Regions from separate parts of the Pan troglodytes genome. Here region 1 is linked to region 2. The links are chromatin contacts, called in public Hi-C maps. All regions are on one chromosome and are shown on one strand. The core of a region is the stretch at or near the end of the contact, and the rest is flanking DNA. Distances in the headings are between cores, read along the strand shown.

What was found. A called contact is a pair of places that touch in the nucleus more often than the background predicts.
Region 1: a contact with region 2 is called in a Hi-C map of induced pluripotent stem cells, with 3 times the contacts expected there. The contact joins the promoter of LARGE1 here to the enhancer-like site in region 2. A contact is called at or near these places in 2 of 7 Hi-C or Micro-C datasets (induced pluripotent stem cells and stem cell-derived neural progenitor cells) and 1 of 1 datasets of contacts at active chromatin or transcription factors (stem cell-derived excitatory neurons).

The regions. Positions count from the first base shown.
Region 1 is chr23:36,014,714-36,018,524 of NHGRI_mPanTro3-v2.0_pri, forward strand. LARGE1 (LARGE xylosyl- and glucuronyltransferase 1) reads right to left here and starts at 1,409. Exons shown (of 15, transcript XR_010156081.1): 1 at 1,274-1,409. It overlaps LOC112206719 (a long non-coding RNA gene), which reads left to right and starts at 2,440. Exons shown (of 2, transcript XR_002941175.2): 1 at 2,440-2,795; 2 at 3,679-3,811.
Region 2 is chr23:35,401,797-35,405,622 of NHGRI_mPanTro3-v2.0_pri, forward strand. LARGE1 (LARGE xylosyl- and glucuronyltransferase 1) reads right to left here. Exons shown (of 15, transcript XR_010156081.1): 12 at 3,568-3,826. Among named protein-coding and RNA genes, the nearest start is that of SYN3, 250 kb to the left of the region's middle. Within about 2 kb of position 1,650, at least 6 of the 24 cell types and tissues checked have an H3K27ac peak or open chromatin away from gene starts, as enhancers often do. A contact at or near this core is called in induced pluripotent stem cells, where this site is marked.

The DNA.
Region 1 (3,811 bases), core at 159-2,658, 610 kb after region 2:
CCTGAGGTGGGAAGACAGGAGAAGTGAGAAGAAAAATTAACCTGAGGTGACTGCCTCCACGGAATGATAAGCACTTCAGGTCTCCACACCTGTGTCAGAGAAGAAAGGCATCTGCATGTCAGGGAGGCGGACGCCCCCACCTGCCACCCCCTCCGTTTCTCCCCTTGAAGGAAGCAGGAGCCTGATCTCCCCCCACTCCCTCCTCTCTCTCTCTCTCTGGGCACTTACATAAGACCCTGTAAAACTTCCAGTGACATTCACGAAAAATGTAAGCTGCTATTTTGCTCCCTCAGGAGATCATTTTAATGGACTGAGTGACAAAATTCACGGATTCTGAATTCAGCAGAAACCTGCTCAACCGAGGCACATCAGCACAGAGACGAAAAAAAAAAAAAAAAGAGTCCAACCCCATTAAACAGGGTCACCCAAGGGATGGATTCACTGTGCAAGAGACAATCTGTTCCCTCCGAAGTGACCCATTTAAAATCAGATTGTTCTGGGGGAAGCTCACAGGTTTAATAAATTTCAAACAGGCAAGGACAGGCTTGTACAACTGAGGTTCCTTAAGAGGAACATTTAAAAGAGGATAAGGCAATGAACAAAATAACTTGAGGATACACAAACTTTGGAGTCCTCACTCCAAAACTTCAAAAGCAGTGACATTTACAAGAATGTCTGGATAGCTATACACTGATCACTCCTCACAAGCAGCTTTGCCTAACAGGAAAGACATGCTGGCTGGGCTTCCCCCCTACAGATAGCAATGCCAACCAACCACTCTGTCCTAAAGAGGGACTCGCAAGCTGTGGCTGCTCGCCCCCAAATTGCGCAGGACTGTCTGCAAGAAGGAACAAGAAAAGTTATTCACAGCATCACACCACGAAAGGTAGTTGCGTACCGCCCAACAGGGCCCTCTCCAAACACGGCAGGCTCCGCAAACCACAGGTGCTCACCGCTAACAAGAGGGCCGGGGGTGCGGGTATCGGTCACATGCCCTCGTGGTGTTAACCAGAAACTCCTCCTGGCTCGCTCCCTGCCAGCAGCCTGTGTGCCCAGAAGCCAAGCAGGCCCTGAGGGGGTCCTGGGGACTTCGGAGACTAGGGGCTTCCACCTCCAGCCTCTCCAGGGCTCCCGGCCGGGGCAGCAGAGGGTGTGCCCGGCCTCCCCGCCGGCATCCCGAGTACAGGGGGTACCAGCCACAGGTTCGGAGAACTTGTCCGGCGCTACACACCACGGCGCCCCCGCGGCGACTCTCGCGCTCCGGGGCTCTTACCTTGGCCGTGACTGCCGCCAGGCAGAGGGAGACACGGAAAAACCGGGTGGCGCGGCGGCTCCGCCGCCTACGAGGCGCAGGGGGTCCGGGTCAGGGTCCCGGCAGGCGCTGCCCTACTCGGAGCGGTGGTGCCAAGCACAGAGTTCGGGACTGCCCCCGGCTCCAAATGCCGCGGCGAGGGTCCGGGTCCCCCAAGCTGAGCACTGTCCCTTCTTCCTCTTCCTCCGGGGCCGCTGCCTGGAGCTGCTCCCGGCCCGGAGGACTCTTCCGAGCCAGGGGCGCCCCGCATGGGCAGGGGCCTGGGTCAGCCTCGGGTTGGGTCCAGGGAGCGACCGCCGGGGCCGACTCCACCTCCCGCGCTCCAAGCCGATTCGTCCCTTCAGGGCAGGGCCTGCCCGCGAACAGCCCGGCGAGACGAGCGCGGCCGCGCCCCCAGCTTCGGGCGCCCGGGCTCCGGCGCGGCGGCGGGGCAGGAGCAGACTGGCCGGGCCGGGCGCCGAGCGCGGCGGCGCGGGGGGGGCTGCAGCCGGCCGCGGCGCGCTCTCCCCCAGGGCCTGCGCCGCCCGCCCGCGGCTCCGCGGGAAGGAGGCGCCGGAGAGGGCCTCGCCCCGGCCTGGGGCGTGGGGCCGGGGGCGCGGGGCTAGGGGAGGCGCCCCGGGAAGGTCACGGGAGCGGAGGCGCGGCGAGTGGATCGCGGCGCGGTGGGTGCGGGGAGCCGAGGCGGGCGGCCCCCGCCGCCGGGAGCGCTCGCCGGCCTTGGCCGCCGCCGCCTCCGAGATGCGCCGGCTTCCCGGAGCGCCCGGCGCTCGGAGCTGGGCGGCCGCTGCAGCCGCCGCGGGCAGCCGGGCGCCGCTGGCCGGAGCCGGCGCGCGATCCCCGCCTCCCGCGCCCGGCCAGGAGTGGGCCGCCGCGCGGGGACCGGCAGGCGCGGGCGCTGGGGTCCGGGCTCCGGGCTGGCCCCGCCGCCTCCGCGTGCCCAGAGCGCCGGACTCGCTCAGCAGCTGCAGTGACTGTGTGTCTGTGTCATGTCTGTGCAGCCGGGGGGGACCGCGAGCCGGGGCTGGGTTCCGAGCGGGGGCGGGGCCGGCGCCCGCCTCGGCGCCCGCCCCCGACCCCGTGACCGAGCGGCCGGCCAATGGCAAGCGCCGCAGCCGCGCGGACCGAGAGTTCGCCCCCGCACAGGCTCCGCCCCCCGGCGAGACTCCGCCCCGGTGCTTCTTCAGCTCGCTGGCAGGCAGGCGGAAGCAACACCCGGAGCCGGGATCCCGGGCCGGGTCGGGATGAAAGGGTGCAAGCTGGGAGCTCCCCGCCCTTCTTCCCCCAACCCCGGCGGCTCCCGGCCGCCTCGGGCTTGGCGTGCCTCGCGGAAAGAGGGGGAAGGGAAGCGGGACGGGCCCGCAGCTGCCGTGGTAGAGAGGCTCGCAGGCTTGCAGGACCATGCAGCCTGCTCCCCAAATTGCACAAAACAGCCGTCGTGAGAAGTAGGAAGTTTCCCCGCCTCGGGTCGCAGCTTCTCTCGGAGGTGGGCATGGTGTGGGGCAGCCGGAGTCTGTGAGGAGCCCCGCCGAAGGGCTCTGACGGCATCTTTCTGGGATCGGTATCCAAGAATCCTGTCCAAGGCTTCCTCTTCCTCTGAGGAAACTACATTTCTTTTTCCCCCACCCCAAACACACACCCCATGCACGCACAACACGCCCCTCCCCTGCTGATTTTATTCTCGCTCTTTCCCTCTTGGCATAAGAACCCGGCGCGCAACATCCCTTGAATGGACTTCCAGCCTCCCAGTTCTAGGGACGAGGGTGGGGGTACGGCGAGTCCTCCCGAGCCACAGGAGGAGTGGGTGAAATGGGTCGGGGCACAGGAGCGGGGGTGTGAGAATGGATGGAAGGAGGATGCCCTCGAGAGAAGACCCAGAGGAGGCGAAAGCAGAGAGGCAGGGAGAGAAAGAGGACGCCGAGAGCTGCACAACTCGGACTCGGAGACCGGAGCTCCGGGCGCGCGATCCAGCTCCCGGGTTTTTCCGCAGCTCGGTCCCAGGGCTTCTGGGGTCCCCTTCCCCCCGGGTCTCCACCTCTCCCCAGCCGGGCGGGCCGCCGGGTCTTTGCCTTCCCTCTGCGCGCCTCTCCGCTCTCCAGGACTCGAGCGAGGCAGCGGGAAGCCCACCCTAGTTCTTGGAAGGGGCAGGGGAAGGATGGGCTGGGGAGGGGGCGCGCGGGAAAGGGCCGCCGAGCTTGGGTTGCCCAGCTGACCCCACTCCTCGAGGTCGGGCTGGGGGGGTGGGGCGGCAAGGGCTTCGGAGGCTTGGCCCCTGCTTGGCTCCGGACCTGGCTCCCGCCTCGGTAACCACACTCTCGGCCTTTGGCTTTACCGAGCTGGGACCCTTCTCCCATCCCCCTTCCCTCCAGCCTCGTGAAACAACGACCCCCACCAGCAGCAGCAGCGCCCGCTTTGCCCCGGCTCCGGAGCGCTGTTTACCTAATCTCAGCGGCTGACCGAGCCCAGCAGAATGCGAAAGGGAGGCAGCGGTGGTACAGCAGC
Region 2 (3,826 bases), core at 400-2,899:
TGCCTCAGCCTCCCGAGTAGCTGGGACTACAGGCGTGCACCACCATGCCCAGCTAATTTATGGTATTTCAGTAGAGATGGGGTTTCACCATGTTGGCCAGGATGGTCTCGATCTTCTGACCTCGTGATTCACCCGCCTCGGCCTCCCAAAGTGCTGGGATTACAGGCGTGAGCCACCGTGCCTCGCCAATTTTTGAAATTTTTTGTAGAGATGGGGTCTCACTATATTGCTCAGGCTGGTCTCGAATTCCTGGGTTCAAGCAATTCTCCCACCTCAGCCTCCTAAAATGCTGGGTGACAGGTGTTAGCCACTGCACCTGGCCAATATTAATATCTTGACAGAGCTTGGGTACAGAATTTTATGGGAGATCAGTGCTGAGAAAGTCAGTTTCTAGAAGGGTCTGGGGGCTTCATTGGAGTCCTCAGCTGCCACAGCAAACAGCACCCTTAACCTCAACTCCCACCAGTGATGCTATGGTGTGCACAAGGGGCATCCACTGGTAATGTCTGGGTCAGAAACGAATCCATCTACTCACCAGAAAAAATGTCCCTGAAGCCAAGGGTAAGTTGATATGATTATGTCATATGAAAAGAACAGTGTCTGCTTATTTGGGGCTTCCGAGAGAATGACATTCCTCATTGATTCTCATAAATACTTTGGTGCCTAGGAATTGTCTAGGTCAGAGGTTACACTCTGGTAGTTTGGGGTGGGGGTGTGAGGGTCAAGGCAGCCTGAAGGCATATTTTGTCGGCCTCAACAGCATTTGAAATGATTTTTTTGCTCCAAATCATCATCTAAAAACAATTTTTAAAAATTAGTTGCCAACATTAAAAAAACATTTTATATGAAAATCCAGATTCCCAACTCCTCTTGAAAAATATGAATACCTAGTAACCTTCCCTGCCTCCCTAAAGCAATAATGGCAAGATTGTGTGGAGAGACGACTGGCTCCCTGAGACCAGGGCTCCGGTCTCTCTATTGAATTGTACTCAGCATTCTTGGGAAAAGTCTGGGAAGAAAGTAATAAAGTTTTAAAAGCAATTTGCAATATTTCAAAACCCCTGAGGGGAACCACATACCTTCTTGTGATAAGGTAGCTAAGGCCAACTACCACCTCAAGTGACTCTGCATTAAGCAAATGCTAAGTAGAAGGGCACACTAGCTACCTCACTTCAAGTAGGGTCTGGATTAGCAGTGAACGATGTCTTTAATTAATAAAACATAGAAAGACAAAGAAAAAAACTGTTCATACGTATTGTTTTATAAAACTTGATGCCCATGAGGTCAAATAATTAAATAGTCCTTGCACAGGGAGTAGAGACCACAGACTCATATGGGGCCAGCTCACTTTCAACTGGCTGGAGCAAAGAAGAGTCCCAGAGGGGTGGAGGGTGGGCAGGGGTCCAATCCTGAAGCCTCTTTTCTTAGTCTAGGGTGGCACTCACTCCCATCATCTATCTGTTCCCTTGGGAGCCTGTCATCCTGGAAGCTGCCCAAGTTTCAGAATCTGCAGGCATCAGAGGCTGCAAGCCCCGTCTGGCCACATGGGGGCACCCTGGCTCCACACACTGGATTCTAAGACCCAGCAGGCACTGGCACAGGCGCTGGGGCTGGAGGGAGTGCTCCGTTTCTGCAGCCTGGTGGGTCAGGGGTTGAGGCTCATGGTGCTGGGTACCACAGCACCTCCCATTCCCGATTCAGGGTCATGCTGCCTAGGGGTCGCTGACCCTACTGTTTTTAACAGAGTCTGGTAGGGACTCCTCCCGCCCCAGGGGAGGGATTAACACTAGGAAACCCGGAGATGTCCCTGGAAGGACACGGACTCAGAAGCTGGAGAGAGAACACAGGCTGCCTGACCTTGCTCCAGACAGCGCAGGGCACGGAGGGTACGCAGGCTAAACCTACGCTTTGGCTTCCCGACAGTTTAAAGACTCCTAGAAGCTCTTTTAAGAGAGAAAGAGACAGAGGCAGTAAGAAAGATACTAAGAGACAGAGAGACAGAGTCAGAGGGAGGGAGGGAGAGCAAGAGAACAAGAGAGAAAGAAATCAGACCTTCCCTGGTTTGGGACAAACAGAAACCCCAGCGCAGCCCAACAATGTGTAGCAGGGTGACCGGCAGACCTGGGGCTGCAGACGCTGGTTCACACCCTGGCGTGAGCTCTCTGGACTTGAACTGTTATTTTGCTTCTCTGGGCCCCACTCTTCCTCCCTGTAGAATGCAAGTAGCTATACCTGCCTCTGGGTTCGATGTGTAGAACCAATGGGATGATATATGCAAATCACCTCTCATGGTACCTGGATCTAGGCAGGCACTCACTAGGTATTGGCATAATTCATGCTGACCAATGGCAGTAAATAAAGGATTTTTTAAAATGTCATTGGACCATGATACCGTGTGACTTTAGTTTTCTCATGTGTGAAATGGGACCTTTGGGCCATATGACTTCCATGGCTCCTATCAGTCCGAATTGTGTACTATTCTGTAATAAACACACTCTTCACACAGCCATCTAAGACTTCCATTAGCCGAGTGCTTTCTCCAGCTGCTGACACCCCGTCCCATGATGTGGGGGGAGCTGGAAAGGGACACTGGAGATTCACAGAAGCAGTTGTGATGGTGCTTATGCACTTGGCTCTGCAGTCAGACTGGCTGTTTCCACCCCAGTTTCCCTTTCCTAGATGAGTAACCCCGGGCCAACGGCTCCTGGTCTCGGTCCCACAGTTCCCCATTTAGAAAAGGAAGGTGATAATACTACCCACGGCAGGGACTTTGGGGGAGGAAATGAGATCCTACCTCTCAAGCACTCAGAACAGTGCCTGGCGCGCAGCAAACACTTCCATAAGCACTAGGCATCATCATCACTTAGATTTGTTTAAAAGACTGGGCAATAATCTTTCTTGGGTTATATGAAGGTTGTCTGGTCCAAAACCAGAAGAAGGAGGGTATGTTTTCCTCTATTTATTATTATTATTTTTCGAGAAGGAGTCTTGCTCTGTCACCAGGCTGGAGTGCAGTGGAGCAATCTCGGCTCACTGCAACCTCCGACTCCCTGGTTCAAGTGATTCTCCTGCCTCAGCTTCCCAAGTAGCTGCGATTACGGGCATGTGCCACCAAGCCCAGCTAATTCTTTTGGTATTTTTAGTAGGGGGGGGGCGGTTCACCATGTTGGCCAGGATGGTCTCGAACTCCTGACCTCGTGATCCGCCTGCCTCAGCCTCCCAAAGTGCTAGGATTACAGGCGAGAGCCATCGCGTGCCTGCGTGAGGAGAGTATGTTTTCATAGATGCTACAGAAAAAGCAATAGACTGGCAGACAAAAAGAGATGTTCCCTGGACCAAGCTCTGCCATCAACATTTCCTTCTGCAAACTCAGGTTTCAGTCTGTTCACTGAGAACTCTATTGCTGGGTGGCTGTGGGCAGGTCCCTTCCCCTTTCTGGGTCTCTGCTGCCCCATCTGGAAAAGAAACCTGTTGGACTAGATGATGACCCTAAGGGCCTTCTGGTCCTGGCACTGCATGGCCCTATGTGCCTTCTGGCCTGATGGCCAGGCCCCTGCAGGTCCTTACCTGAGGTACTCATAGAGCCCATACATGGGCAGGAAGTCAATGTCAGACAGGAACATGTAGGGAGTGCTGATGTGCTTCATGGCCACGTTGCGCAGCAGGTTCACGGGGTAGAACTGGCCCTCCTTGTACACGATGTGGTAGCCCACGTTGTGGCGGCTCATAAGCACCTCAGAGCCCTGTGCGTAGCGGAGGAACTGCTGGGCCTCGGCGTCTGACAGGTAGAGGGCCAGGCTGATGGGCCCCTCCCAGTGCTTGCAGA